Linked DNA regions of Bos taurus: region 1 is linked to region 2. A link is a contact called in public Hi-C data. All regions are on one chromosome and are shown on one strand. The core of a region is the stretch at or near the end of the contact, and the rest is flanking DNA. Distances in the headings are between cores, read along the strand shown. Region 1 holds the start of CNOT11 (CCR4-NOT transcription complex subunit 11). Region 2 holds the start of RPL31 (ribosomal protein L31).

The links. Hi-C and Micro-C count contacts between places; a contact is called where the count stands out from the background.
Region 1: a contact with region 2 is called in a Hi-C map of skeletal muscle, with 5 times the contacts expected there. The contact joins the promoter of CNOT11 here to the promoter of RPL31 in region 2. A contact is called at or near these places in 3 of 11 Hi-C or Micro-C datasets (skeletal muscle, skin fibroblasts and an unstated tissue).

What each region holds. Positions count from the first base shown.
Region 1 is chr11:6,162,893-6,169,462 of ARS-UCD2.0, forward strand. CNOT11 (CCR4-NOT transcription complex subunit 11) reads left to right here and starts at 1,695. Exons shown (of 7, transcript XM_002691150.6): 1 at 1,695-2,294; 2 at 6,493-6,570. The coding sequence starts at 1,778.
Region 2 is chr11:5,969,393-5,975,763 of ARS-UCD2.0, forward strand. RPL31 (ribosomal protein L31) reads left to right here and starts at 2,833. Exons shown (of 5, transcript NM_001025341.3): 1 at 2,833-2,854; 2 at 3,265-3,371. The coding sequence starts at 3,265. NPAS2 (neuronal PAS domain protein 2) reads left to right here. Exons shown (of 22, transcript NM_001083763.1): 22 at 18-1,431. The coding sequence ends at 185.

The sequences.
Region 1 (6,570 bases), core at 445-2,944, 190 kb after region 2:
CTTGCCTGGAGAATTCCATGGACGGAAGAGTCTGATTGGCTGCAGTCCCTGAGGTCGCAAAGAGTCGGCTACAACCGATTGACTAGCATTCATACTTTCTGGGGGAGGATGAAGTTTTAGTTAGGTTAGTGGTGTGACCTAGGAGAAGTGACTCCACTGGGGCCTCTGGGGTTCTTTTTAACATCAACCTAATTTTGAAACTGTTCCTACAGAAAAAAAAAAAGTTTATTGGGGCTTGGGGGGCACATAATGTTCAAATATTTTGAAACAACTTAAAAAAAAAAAAAAAAAAACTGGACTCACTTCTTGAATTGACTATTAGAGGGACTTTCCTGGTGGTGTGGTGGCTAAGACTCTGTGCTCCCAACGCAAGTGACTTGGATTTGATCCCTGGTCAGGGAACTAGATCCCACTGCTAAAGGTCCAGCATGCCACACCTGGCCAGACCTGGCACAGCCTAAATAGATAAACAAACAAACAAAAAAAATCTTAAGTACAAAAATAAAAAGACCAAACCCCAGTAACAAACAGACCTCCCAAACACAATGAAGTTTATTTACTGTAGTAAATAAGAATACCTTCAAGATAATTTAAATCAGTTTCCCAAGTTAGCAAGTCATGTGTGCTGCTCTTAACCGGCAGGACCTTTCTAGAGACATATCTAACCATTTTTTAAACTTAAAAAAAAATGCATTTAGCTGCGCCAGGCCTTTGCTGTGGCACATGGAGTCTTTGCTCTTCATTGCATCATGCATGATCTCAGCTCCCTGACCTGGGATCCAATCCAGGCCCCCTGTATGGGGAGGACAGAGTTTTAGCCACTGGTCCACCAGGAAAGTCCCTCTAATAGTCAATTCAAGAAGTCTTCAGAATAGGCATCTTCAATGACCAACCAATTTCTCTTCTTTCCATTTTATTTTAGAACTAAGGAGGCACTGAACTAGAGAATTCTCCAGTTGCCAGCATTAGTTAGGTCACACGGGATTTCCCAAACTTGAGATTCCCAAATTCCCTGGCAGGAATCCCTGCAGGGTTTTGCAGGTCTAAGGGAGGAACCGAGCAAGTCTGGGTCACACCACTCGGTGGTTCCCAGCCTGGAGCGAGCCCTAGTCACCTGGGCAGGTGTTTCTGCTTTCTGAAAACATTTTCCGGAAATTTTGTTAAAACAACTCCGTACAATAGCTCGTGTGCAGTATGACTCCATTTCTTCAAATAGTGTAGGATTGAAAATTAATTTTGGTTATGAGAAACGCGTGGTCTATAGTTATTTGCATTTTTAAAAAATCTTCTACCATGAATAGTCATGTGTGTTAATTAAGAGAGTTTTTCAGTTTCTAATAAGCATTTTCCAGAGGCTTATCTGGACAATGGTTTCTCCGGGGCACACTGCCGGCGGGGGGGGGGGGGGGGGCGGGGAGGGAGGGGTGCGCCTCTCGCTCGCGCACGCGCAGATGACAACTCAGCTCTGCTCTGGGGCTCCGCGAGACTTCCGCAGGGCGAGATCCGGGCCCCGCCGGCGGCTCGGCCCCTCCTCCAAGCCCCGCCTCAATTTCCGGCTTTTTGCTCCGCCCCCTCGGCGTCTCGGGATCTTCTCCCTGGCCTGGCTCCAGCAGCCTCGCTCTGGCTGCGCGCTGCCCTCTCTTCTATTGCCGGCTGGGTTCCAGGCTTGTTTTGTTTGCGACGCTGTCGTGCCACAGCGCGCTTTACGGCCGCAGGGACGGAGCGAGCCGGCGCCAGGGCCCCTCCGGCCGTGAAGCAGGACGGGGGAAAGAGGTTGATGCCCGGCGGCGGGGCAAGCGCGTCATCTGGTCGGCTTCTCACCGCCGCGGAGCAAAGGGGAACCCGGGAAGCGGCGGGGTCGGCGTCCAGGAGCGGCCCGGGAGGCTCGGGCTCCGGCGGCAGAGGCGGAGCGGGCGTCCCCGGGCCGGGGAGCGGAGGCCCTGGGGGCCCCGCGGGCAGGATGAGCCTGACCCCGAAGGAGCTCTCGAGCCTGCTGAGCATCATCTCGGAGGAGGCGGGCGGCGGCAGCACCTTCGAGGGCCTGTCCACCGCCTTCCACCACTACTTCAGCAAAGCCGACCACTTCCGCCTGGGCTCGGTGCTCGTGATGCTGCTGCAGCAGCCGGACCTGCTACCCAGCGCGGCGCAGCGCCTCACGGCGCTCTACCTGCTCTGGGAGATGTACCGCACCGAGCCGCTCGCCGCCAACCCCTTCGCCGCCAGCTTCGCGCACCTGCTTAACCCCGCGCCGCCCGCCCGCGGCGGCCAGGAACCCGACCGGCCGCCCCTCTCAGGTACGGCTGGGACCGCCTTCCTGGAGCTGCTGGGCCTTCACCGGCCTGGGAAATCCGTCGTCTCCTTTTGAAATTCCCTCCCCACCCCCTCCACCAAGTACGGACGAGTGGCAGCTTCCTGGCACCGAAAATTAACCGCTCCCCCCGCAACAGTAGGAGCCGTCAAACCGTGCAGCTTAGTGTGGGGCTTGACGCTTTTGTGCCTCACATGCGGTTCGTTCTCGTCTAGCCCGTCAGAGGTGTGTGAAGTTGTAAGTAACGACACACTTTATCTGCCCCCGGCTTTAAGTCTCAGGAGAGTCAATGAGAAGTCATTCAGAACCGGAAGACGTGGTTGAGGCGGAGATACACATTACGCAGGGCTTCCCCGGTGGCTCAGTGGTAAAGAACCCGGCTGCCAATGCAGGAGACACGGGTTGGACCCCTGGGTCACGAAGATCTTCTGGAGAAGGAAATGGCAACCCACTCCAGTATTCTTGCTTAGAGAATCCCATGGACAGAAGAGCCTGGCAGGCTACAGTTCATGGGGTCGCAGAGTGGGACACGACTTACCAGCTAAACAACAAAGGATTATACTAGCCACCTTCTTGCTGTTAGGTGTTCTTGGTTAACGCGATGGGGTCACAGGATAGAAAACAGCCTCGAATTCACCGCCTAGATTATAAAACTACTACTGGACATTATGTAAAAGGTGTGTTTTCTGCAACTTTGGTGAGACCGGTGGATTTGATGTGAGACTGCTTTTTTTTGTTTTGGTAACTCAAGAGCTTGTTTATGAGACTTGATTTTAGGAGAAGACCTGAAGCCAGGAGAGGAGAACGGCATAGAGGAGAAGATGGTGATGAGTGTCTGGGAGATTTAGACAGGGCCCAGTGTAGTGGGCAGAACAGGTTGTCAGAGGTGGGAAGCAGCTTGATCTCCTAGTCCTTAGGCAGTGAGGAAACAGGTAAGTCACTCCTTAGGAAGGGACTGCTATTCCGGGAGCCAGAAGGTGAAGGCAGGATTAATGTAATACTAGAGAATTTTTTCCTGCAGGAGAGGGCTTCTGCAGTTAAGCTAGTCATTGTTGCTGCTGGCAATTCTTCTGGATCTAAAGCATCTTCTGATTGGTTACCTAAAAGGGGCAACTTTTGTATTCCATGAGATATCTGTAGCGTGCAGGTTCTGAACCTGACTTTCAGGAAGTTTGAGAATGTCCAGAAAAGTGACTGCAAGGTGTGTTGTGTGTGTGTATATGTGTGGTCTGGTCAAACCCGCCACCCAAGATGGACAGAGACAGTGTGGGATTTGGGTCTGAGAGCCTTCTGAATTCTGTAGGATGGGTTAGGTAAAGGAACTGTGACTTATGTAATGTTATTCTCAAATGCAATGAGTCTGAAACTAGATCTAGGCTGTTAACTTTGTATTGTAAATAGATTTCCCAGGAAAGAAATCCATAGATCGGTTATTTTGCCTGTCTCTGCCTCAGTTTACTTCTCTGTAAGCTGCAGATAATAATTCCCAGCTGGCAGAGTAGGCAGCAAGCATCTACCTGCAAAGCAGAAAACCAGAATTTGATCCCTGGGTCAGGAAGTTCCCCTGGAGAAGGGAATGGCAACCCATCCAGTATTCTTGCCTGGAGAATCCCATGGACAGAGGAGCCTGGCAGGCTAGTCCATGACATGGCAAAGAGTTGCACATGACTTCAGTTCAGTTCAGTTGCTCAGTCGTGTCCGACTCTTTGCCACCCCATGAATGCAGCACGCCAGGCCTCCCTGTCCATCACCAACTCCCAGAGTTCACTCAAACTCAAGTCCATTGAGTCGGTGATGCCATCCAGCCATCTTATCCTCTGTCGTCCCCTTCTCCTCCTGCCCCCAATCCCTCCCAGCATCAGAGTCTTTTCCAATGAGTCAACTCTTCCCATGAGGTGGCCAAAGTACTGGAGTTTCAGCTTTAGCATCAGTCCTTCCAACGAACACCCAGGACTGATCTCCTTTAGAATGGACTGGCTGGATCTCCTTGCAGTCCAAGGGACTCTCAAGAGTCTTCTCTAACACCACAGTTCAAAAGCATCAATTCTTCGGTGCTCAGCTTTCTTTACAGTCCAACTCTCACATCCATACATGACCACAGGAAAAACCATAGCCTTGACCAGACGAACCTTTGTTGGCAAAGTAATGTCTCTGCTTTTGAATCTGCTATCTAGGTTGGTCATAACTTTCCTTCCAAGGAGTAAGCGTCTTTTAATTTCATGGCTGCAATCACCATCTGCAGTGATTTTGGAGCCCAGAAAAATAAAGTCTGACACTGTTTCCACTCTTTCCCCATCTATTTCCCATGAAGTGATGGGACCAGATGCCATGATCTTCGTTTTCTGAATGTTGAGCTTTAAGCCAACTTTTTCACTCTCCTCTTTCACTTTCATCAAGAGGCTTTTTAGTTCCTCTTCACTTTCTGCCATAAGGGTGGTGTCATCTGCATATCTGAGGTTATTGATATTTCTCCCGGCAATCTTGATTCCAGCTTGTGCTTCTTCCAGCCCAGCGTTTCTCATGATGTACTCTGCATAGAAGTTAAATAAGCAGAGTGACAATATACAGCCTTGACGTACTCCTTTTCCTATTTGGAACCAGTCTGTTGTTCCATGTCCAGTTCTAACTGTTGCTTCCTGACCTGCATATAGGTTTCGGGACTAACAAACACAGAGTTGTTATGAGGAATAGAAGTAAGTGTTATCCACAATTACTGTTGATAGAGATGGTGCTTAAATCCACAACAGAGGGACTGTCAATGACAAGGCTTATTACATTGTACATCAAGGGGCATATATAGTGGGTATATATATAGTTTTAATTTTTAAAAAATTAAAATTAAAACTCGAGTGTAATTGCTCTACAGTATTATTAGTTTCTGCAACAGTGTGAATCAGCTGTATGTATACAAACATCCTCTCCCTCATGAGCCTCCCTCCTCCCCGTCCCACCCCTTTAGGTCATCACAGAGCACAGAGCTGAGCTCCCAGTGCCATGTATACAGCAGCTTCCCATCTAGGGGGTGCATGTTTTTTGAGCGTTTCAGGTGACTCTGCTGTGGAGCCAAGGTTGAAAATGTATCTGAATGTGAGTAGGAAGACTTCTTCACACTCGGGAAACTTCAGTCTGGCTGAGGAAACACAAACGTGACTGTGGCCTGACACCCAGGGCTGTGCTGGGTGGCACGTACACGGAGCCTTGTGGCACGGGAACTACACCCGTGGAGCCCGAGGGACCTCGAGAGGGACTGATGTTTCTGCTGGATGTTGATGAGGGGTGGTGGGAAGAGAAGGGCGCGGCCCTCTCAGGTATTCCAAGAGCTGCATGTATTGTATGTTTTGAAATCAGGACTCGGAGAAGCTAAGAGGTTTTGTGCAACCGAAATGCAGAGCACAAGCGTTGGAGGGGGAAATGGGAGGAGGAGAGTGCGTCAGGACCAGATGAGGAAGGTCTTATAACAGTGCAGAGCTAGTGGTTGCTTCCTTGTCCCTCTACCTTTTACACAGTTGCTGGCTGCAGCAGAGAAGAAAAGCATTTCTGAGGACTGTAGTTTTTGATTTGTTTTGGTCTGTATACATAAACTTATCTTTGCAGGAACTGAAGCATGTTAGAAAACAAAGCTCTTAATAGCTCCACAAACTTAAGTTTCATTGACATCACCTCAGATCACAGTGAATCATTTGACATACAACAGTTGGCCCTGTACATCTTTGGGTTCTGCATCTAAGGATCCAACCAGACCCTTGGGGGTGTGTGTGTGGGGGGGCGGAGTTCCAGAAAGTTCCCCAAAGCAGAACTTGAATTCTGGCAGCTATTTACATATCACTTACTTTGTACTTACCTAGCATTTACATTGTATTTACATAGCATTTACATTGTCTTAGGCATTGTAAGTAATCTGGAGTTTAAAGTATAAGGAGGATGTGTGTAGGTTACTTTCAAATACTACAGCTTTTATGTATAGGACCCAGGCATCCCTGGATTTTAGTATTTGCAGGAGGTCTTGGAACCAGTCCTTGGGATGATTCCTTAATTATATTTTCATAAATGTATTTGGTTAAACAAATCTTCGATTATAATTGTCTTTAAAGATACATGAGATGCTAGTTTTATCAGGCTCAAGATAATTTCTAAAAATAACCATTAGCAAAATTGTCATACATTTTTTGCTTGTGTATTTACAGGGTTTTTACCTCCTATAACTCCACCAGAGAAGTTTTTTCTTTCCCAGCTCATGCTGGCACCCCCACGGGAACTCTTCA
Region 2 (6,371 bases), core at 1,583-4,082:
GGTTCCTTTCTTTCCAGGTGCAGGTGCCAACCTCTCTGCACAGTGAGCAGCAGGACTCCCTCCTTCTCTCCACCTACTCGCAACAGCCAGGGTCCCTGGTCTACCCGACGCCGGGGCCCGCGCGCCCGGCCCGAAGGGTCAGCAGCCTGTCTGAGTCCTCAGGCCTCCAGCAGCCGCCCCGGTAGTGGCCAGGCACCTCGGTTGGGTCACATCAGCTTTAACCAATGGACGGACGAGGGGGCGGGTGGCCAAGGAGTTGGGGAGAAGGGTTTAAAGGACACCCCAACTTCCGTGCACGCCGCATCCATTTCAGAGCTCCTGGGTGGTGACCATGTCCGAGGGCAGCGGCCAGCATGGACATGAGTGAGCAGGGAAGCTGGCCCTGTTTCCCCTTTCCCTGTGCTTCATAGCCACACTCTACAACCATACCCAGACGGACCGACCGCGGTCCCCAGCTGAGCGCATCAGAGCATCACTCTGTTCAGCTTAGAGATGGAGCGTCTCTGCTGGATCGCCCCTCCTCCCAGCGTGGACCAGCCTCTGCGCCACGTGCGCATGTGCTCATTGGCCTTCACTCTCCAGACCCTCTTTCCTCGGAGAAGCACCCGGTCAGCGATGTCTTGAATGGAGAGATGATTTTTTTTCTCATTATGTTTAGATGATCGTTTCTGTCTTAATTTGCACAGCTGCACAAGGAGATAACGTAGGCACTTTCCTCTTTTTTTTTTTTTTTAACCAAGTCTCCTGACTTCACACGGAGACCCCAGTAACAAAAACAGCCCACCAATCAGAAAGCAAAGCTGGGCATTATTAACCAGACTGCAGCCCCCCCACCTCCCACCCACCCGCCCTAAACCCTAATGGAATGAGACTCTTCTCCCCACACCGTTCTGGTGATTGGCTTTTTTTTCTTTTCCTGAATGTAACACTGGACTGTCTTCTGTTGACTTCCCGGTGATTGCAACTACAAAGGTGACTCAACGCAAAGTACAATCCTGCAGGTAATGTTCTGGGATTCTGACAGGACTCAAGGACTGTGAAAGGGAAGGTTTTACAGGCCAGACAGGGCCCCAGGAAACCCCCTTCCCCGCCATGCTGGCCCTCGGAGTGAGGATGCCACAGCTTTCTACATATCTTTCCTGACCGAGACCCAGGAGTGGATTTTCCTTTTCAAAAATGCACTTTGCTTTTTTTGTATGTTTTGTTGAGATGTTTCTAAAGAGAAGATTTTATGTAATTATAAGACGAAGTGTAGTGAATTGTACAGCCGTTGTAATAAGGACCTATTTCTATATAAAATAAAACTGTATGGATTCTGTGTAAATTATTTTGTATCTGAGACACCAGTTCCTTTCCCAAAATATAAGAGGATAAAAGTTTTCTTGTGTATTTCTGTGAGTGGACATTTTGTAATAAATTAACAAATTTGTATAATTTCCTTTTGAGGCAGTTTCTGTACCTTGTTCTTGATGCATTCATACCTCTCTTCGTCAGTAAACTTTTTTTTTTTTTTTAATTTCAACACGTTTCTAAGGATAATCAAAAATCCAGAAAAGGTGGGAGCGAGCAACCAATAATCTGGGTAATGGCCTTAGGTTTTTTGAGCTCACATGCATCTCAGCCTATTGGGATCCTGATCTTTATTTTAAAGATTGTGCCGGAAGAAATCAATGCTTCTTTTAGAAATGATAGCAAAACAAACTGACAAAACCAGAAAAAGTTCCTGGAAACATCTCTAACTTAAGAGACATGGGTAATCCATAGAGATGACCAAGCCATAATCCACAGAAGCAGGTATAGCCCATAATTAAACTCACCTGGTTCCATGGCCTCTTGCTTGCCAGCACTTATGTGATGCATAAGTGATGCACCAGGGTTTGTGTGTCTGTCTGGGAGACCTGTGCACACAGAGACCTGTGCACACATCATGTGGATAGGGGAGATACAGCAGAAGGCACCCCTCTGATCAGCAGACGGAAGGTCCAGAGTTCTGAACCCGTGGGTTTGGCATGGGGACCCGGGACTTGGCCATGAAGTCTGTCAACTCACACCTAACCTCCTGGCATCATTTTCAAGGTACCTATTTTACACCAGGTGTTGGATAAAAGCGCTGCTTCCATTGCTGTTATTGGGTCATTTTGTTGTGATAGAGCTAAAAACATATTTAAGGTCACGAAATCATATTGATTTCTCCAATATAATAGACAGTACATAGTACTTCACTCTTCCTTTCTAAGGTGATTTTATCAATAACTGTCTACTGAATTGACATTTCATATAGTCAGTTACAAACTGGCGCTTTAATTTCGAAACGCTTCTTGTGCAAACCCACCTCTGCTCTGCCTCCCTCGTCGCCCCTAGCCTAGGCCCCTCTGCATCTCTGCAGCTAGCTGATCGCTGCCGCCGGGAAAGGCTCCCGGCTCCCTCCAGGCCGGCAGGCGCGTAGGTCATCTCCGGGCTGCCAACCAGGCTCACAGGTTCAGGCAATGCTGGCCGAATCACTGGGCGAGTGGGAAAAACAGAAGAGCATTTTCTCTGCCTATCCTGCCCCACTCCACCTGGGGACCAGGATCCCGTTTTCTCTGAAGACTTAAACGCGAACCGCAAGCCCCTCCCACCCTCGTTCGCGCGCAGGAGGTGGAGACCGGAGAGAGGAAGCTGCGAGAGAAAGCGGGACGCCCGAGGCCCCGCCCCAGAGGCCTTCACGCCTTTTCCCCCCGGCGCGCGCTGCTTGCGTCACTGCAGCGCCTCTTCCTTCCCCCGCCTCCAGGTAACCCGGAAGTTGTACTTGCGAGGCTGCTTTCCTTCTCCCACAATCCCTCGCGCTCTTCCTTTCCATCCCCGGCCCTGCAGGGTGAGTATGGCTGCTGAGTTTGGTCTGCAGTAATCCGGTGCCATCCTCTACTTGGATTGTGGTGACCAGGCCTGCAGGCTCTGTCCTGAGCTGGCCTGGGACCCCGCGTCCCCGGCGCACGGGAATGTACGCTGCATTTAAGGGCTCCCGGAGCCTGAGAGAGAGAGGCCAGTCTTGGGGGAACCCGAGCTGCAGGGGTTTCCGGGGCGGCGGCACCTAAGGGATACGGCTACTTGGGCCGCGGGGTAGCCGGCTTGTTTACCCAGACCTGGGGCTTCAGGGACCTGGCCGGACTTTCTGTCCCCGGAAACCGTACCGAGGGCGGCTGCGTGAGGCCGTGCCGGGAGGGAGGGCTTGACTTAGGTTTGACGCACTCTCCCTGAGCGGCTTTGTCGCCTGGGTTTGTTTAGATGGCTCCCGCAAAGAAGGGCGGCGAGAAGAAGAAGGGCCGGTCCGCCATCAACGAGGTGGTGACAAGAGAATACACCATCAACATTCACAAGCGCATCCATGGAGTGTGAGTACCCCTGCGGCCTGCCGCTGGCCCTGCTGTTGGGGGCTCCCGAAATCACGGTCTGGTGGTCCCTGAATCTGTCTAGCCTGAAGGCTGGGTGGGCCAGAAATTACGCATTAATGCTGTGAAAGCTCAAGTCTATTTCCATGGACCCTGTTTCAGGTTTATAGGGTTTAAAGGGTAATACCTCAGAGGTTGATACCTAGAAACGGGAGGTAAAACGGTAAGGTTTCTGGGAGAGCCAACTTGAGGAGATACAGTGATTAAACCAGTCCACTCGTTGCTTTGTCTTTGAATAAAACCCTGGAAGGCCTGAAGGTTGTGCAGGAGGGAACGCTGATGTGTCTAGGTCTTTGTAGTCAAGTTCACTAGTTAATTGAAGCCGGACTGGCCAATAACAGGAACGCTGTGATGCGGTTTCTTTAGTTCCCTGATGCACACAGATGGATCCTGACACTGGGAAAGTCGTAATACCGGGAGTGAAACCGTTGTAGAGACCAGGAAAGGATGTGTCAGTGGAGTTGTTTGCTGAGAGGACACCTGGAGGTTGTGCGTCGTGCGTTGGCGATACACAGGAATATTGGGGGTGATTTCCAATGTCTGGGTTCTTGGTGTTGGTCTCTGGAGATCTGGTTGTAGTCCTTTCTTCCCTTTTCTGCATATGGTGCTCACTAGTGATACTGGAGACTGCATCTTTTCTTGAATGCTGCTGTTTGGATTCTTTTTAACAGCAAACATTGCCCTGCAAAAATTTCTTGACTGGCTTGGTCGGTGTCGGGTGTATCTGGACAGCTGATTTTGTGAGGGACCTACATGTGGCAGCCACCCCACTGGGCCTGGCACTTCTGGCCAGGTGTTGATCATGTGTGATCCAGGGAGTATTGTGTATATGGAGTCTTTCTGTTTGGGGCGTGGTGGATTCATGTGGGGAGCACATTGAGCACATCAGTGTATCTTGGGGTCTGCAGGTTCAACAGGAAACCGAAAGATCCTGCCCTCCTAGCTAGGAGGAGGCGGTAGACAAGCATCCAGAGAGAAAAGGGTGAAGAGTAAATCCTAGGATGATGTTTTACAGGCCACACAGTTAACCGGACTTTAGAAGAGTGGGTTTGAGCCATCGCGGGTGGATGAGTTTTTCAGGCATTTTTGTTACAAAAGCTCTAAGTGAAGACCTTCACAGTACTAAATGAATGGGTTGTTTTTAGTTCCTGATGGGCAACAATTGGCAGTTCTTTGTTCATTCATTTTACTCCGTAGGATTTCACTTTCTAGTGTCTTTCTTGCCTCTGCAGCTGCTCCTCCTTGATCTGTTTCTCCTCACATCCCATCCTCTTATATTGAGTCCATAACTCAGCCCTTCTCTAACTATGCTTGGTAATAGCAACTAGTTTTAGGGCCTCGTATGTCCAGCTGCTGTTGAGATGCATAGTTTTTTAATAGGCATTTCACATTTTACATAACCCTGAACCAAACTCCCTGTGTCCATGCTGCCCCCCCACCCCACCCCACCCACTCACACACTTTCCAGTTTCCCTGCAGCCTTCCCTTTTTGTTGGCAAGGGAGCATGTCCTCTTGGGTCTGCCTTCCTTGGCCTGAGTACACTGCCTCCCACCACCAAGGAGACAAGAACTGTTTCCTTGATGGGCTCCTGGTTCCCTCCTCCACTCCAAACACCTGGAGGGTCTGCTCCCAGACCCTCCATTGGCTGGCTTCCCATCTTACCATCTTTTTTTTTTTTCCATCTTACCATCTTAAGAGGCCAGAGTTCTGCTATGATTCTACATGGGTTGGCCACTTACTTAATCATAGCTGGCAAGTACCTGATTCAGGGCAGCAGTTTGAGCTTAGTCTTACCCACCCCCATAATGCTTTTTCTCACAGGTAGCTAAACAGGCGCCCTTCTCTTTGGATCTTGACTTCAGTATCTGTGGTCATCTTAAACATGCAGCCCCCTTCCCTATTCCTCTCCTTTCTCTGGTTTTTTCTTTGTAGCATTTTTTTTCTGTATGGTTAAATATTTAAGTGAATGAAGTGAGCTTGTTTGATGGGTTCAAGGAGGCTGGTGAGGGGTAGAGTGGGGAGGGGGCGGATATGGTAACTGACGTGGCTCTTAACATTCACAGTCTGTTTAACTTTTGGTCTCTGCCCCACTTGGAATAGCTTTCACTTAACCAACTGATTGATCATTTTAGCCAGTAATAGAGTTCTGCTTTCTCACATTTTGTATTTAACTGAAAGCACGAAATTTAAGGAATTTATGTATCCGTTTCTAAACAGCAGGTTAATCGTGCCTGACACATGCTGAGAAATCCGTAGCATTAACTGTTGCCTTCATTTTTTGAGAGGAAATCAGTCCATCCAGGCCCCTTGTCTTTAATCATGCTGCTGCTAAGTCACTTCAGTTGTGTCCGACTCTGTGCGACCCCATGGACTGCAGCCCACCAGGCTTCTCCGTCCCTGGGATTTTCCAGGCAAGAACACTGGAGTGGGTCGCCATTTTCTTCTCCAATGCGTGAAAGTGAAGTCGCTCCGTTGTGTCCAACTCTTAGCGACCGCATGGACTGCAGCCTACCAGGCTCCTCCGTCCATGGGATTTTCCAGGCAACAGTACTGGAGTGGGATGCTATTGCCTTCTCCGTCTTTAATCATAGACCAAGTTAATAAGGGACCTTTAATTTAGTATTGAATGATTGCCGAAACCTGATGACATAGTATTTACTTCAGTGTTGTGTGCTTTGTGTTCAAGCATATTCTAACATTCTTTGATTATATATTCTCTGTGGCAGATGGTATCAGAGCTTGAGGGTATTTTTGCTTTATCAGAAAAAGAGAAAGTGTTGACCAGTGTATATATTAGCATCTTTTAAGGATCATAGACGGAATCCTTGTTCTACATTATTGAAAGTAGATTGTGCATAGAAGATTACCATTGTGTAATTGGTGGGCATGACATAGTGGTGAAGAATTGTTCCTGTGTTGTTAGAGGTTTAGTTTAGATTTGT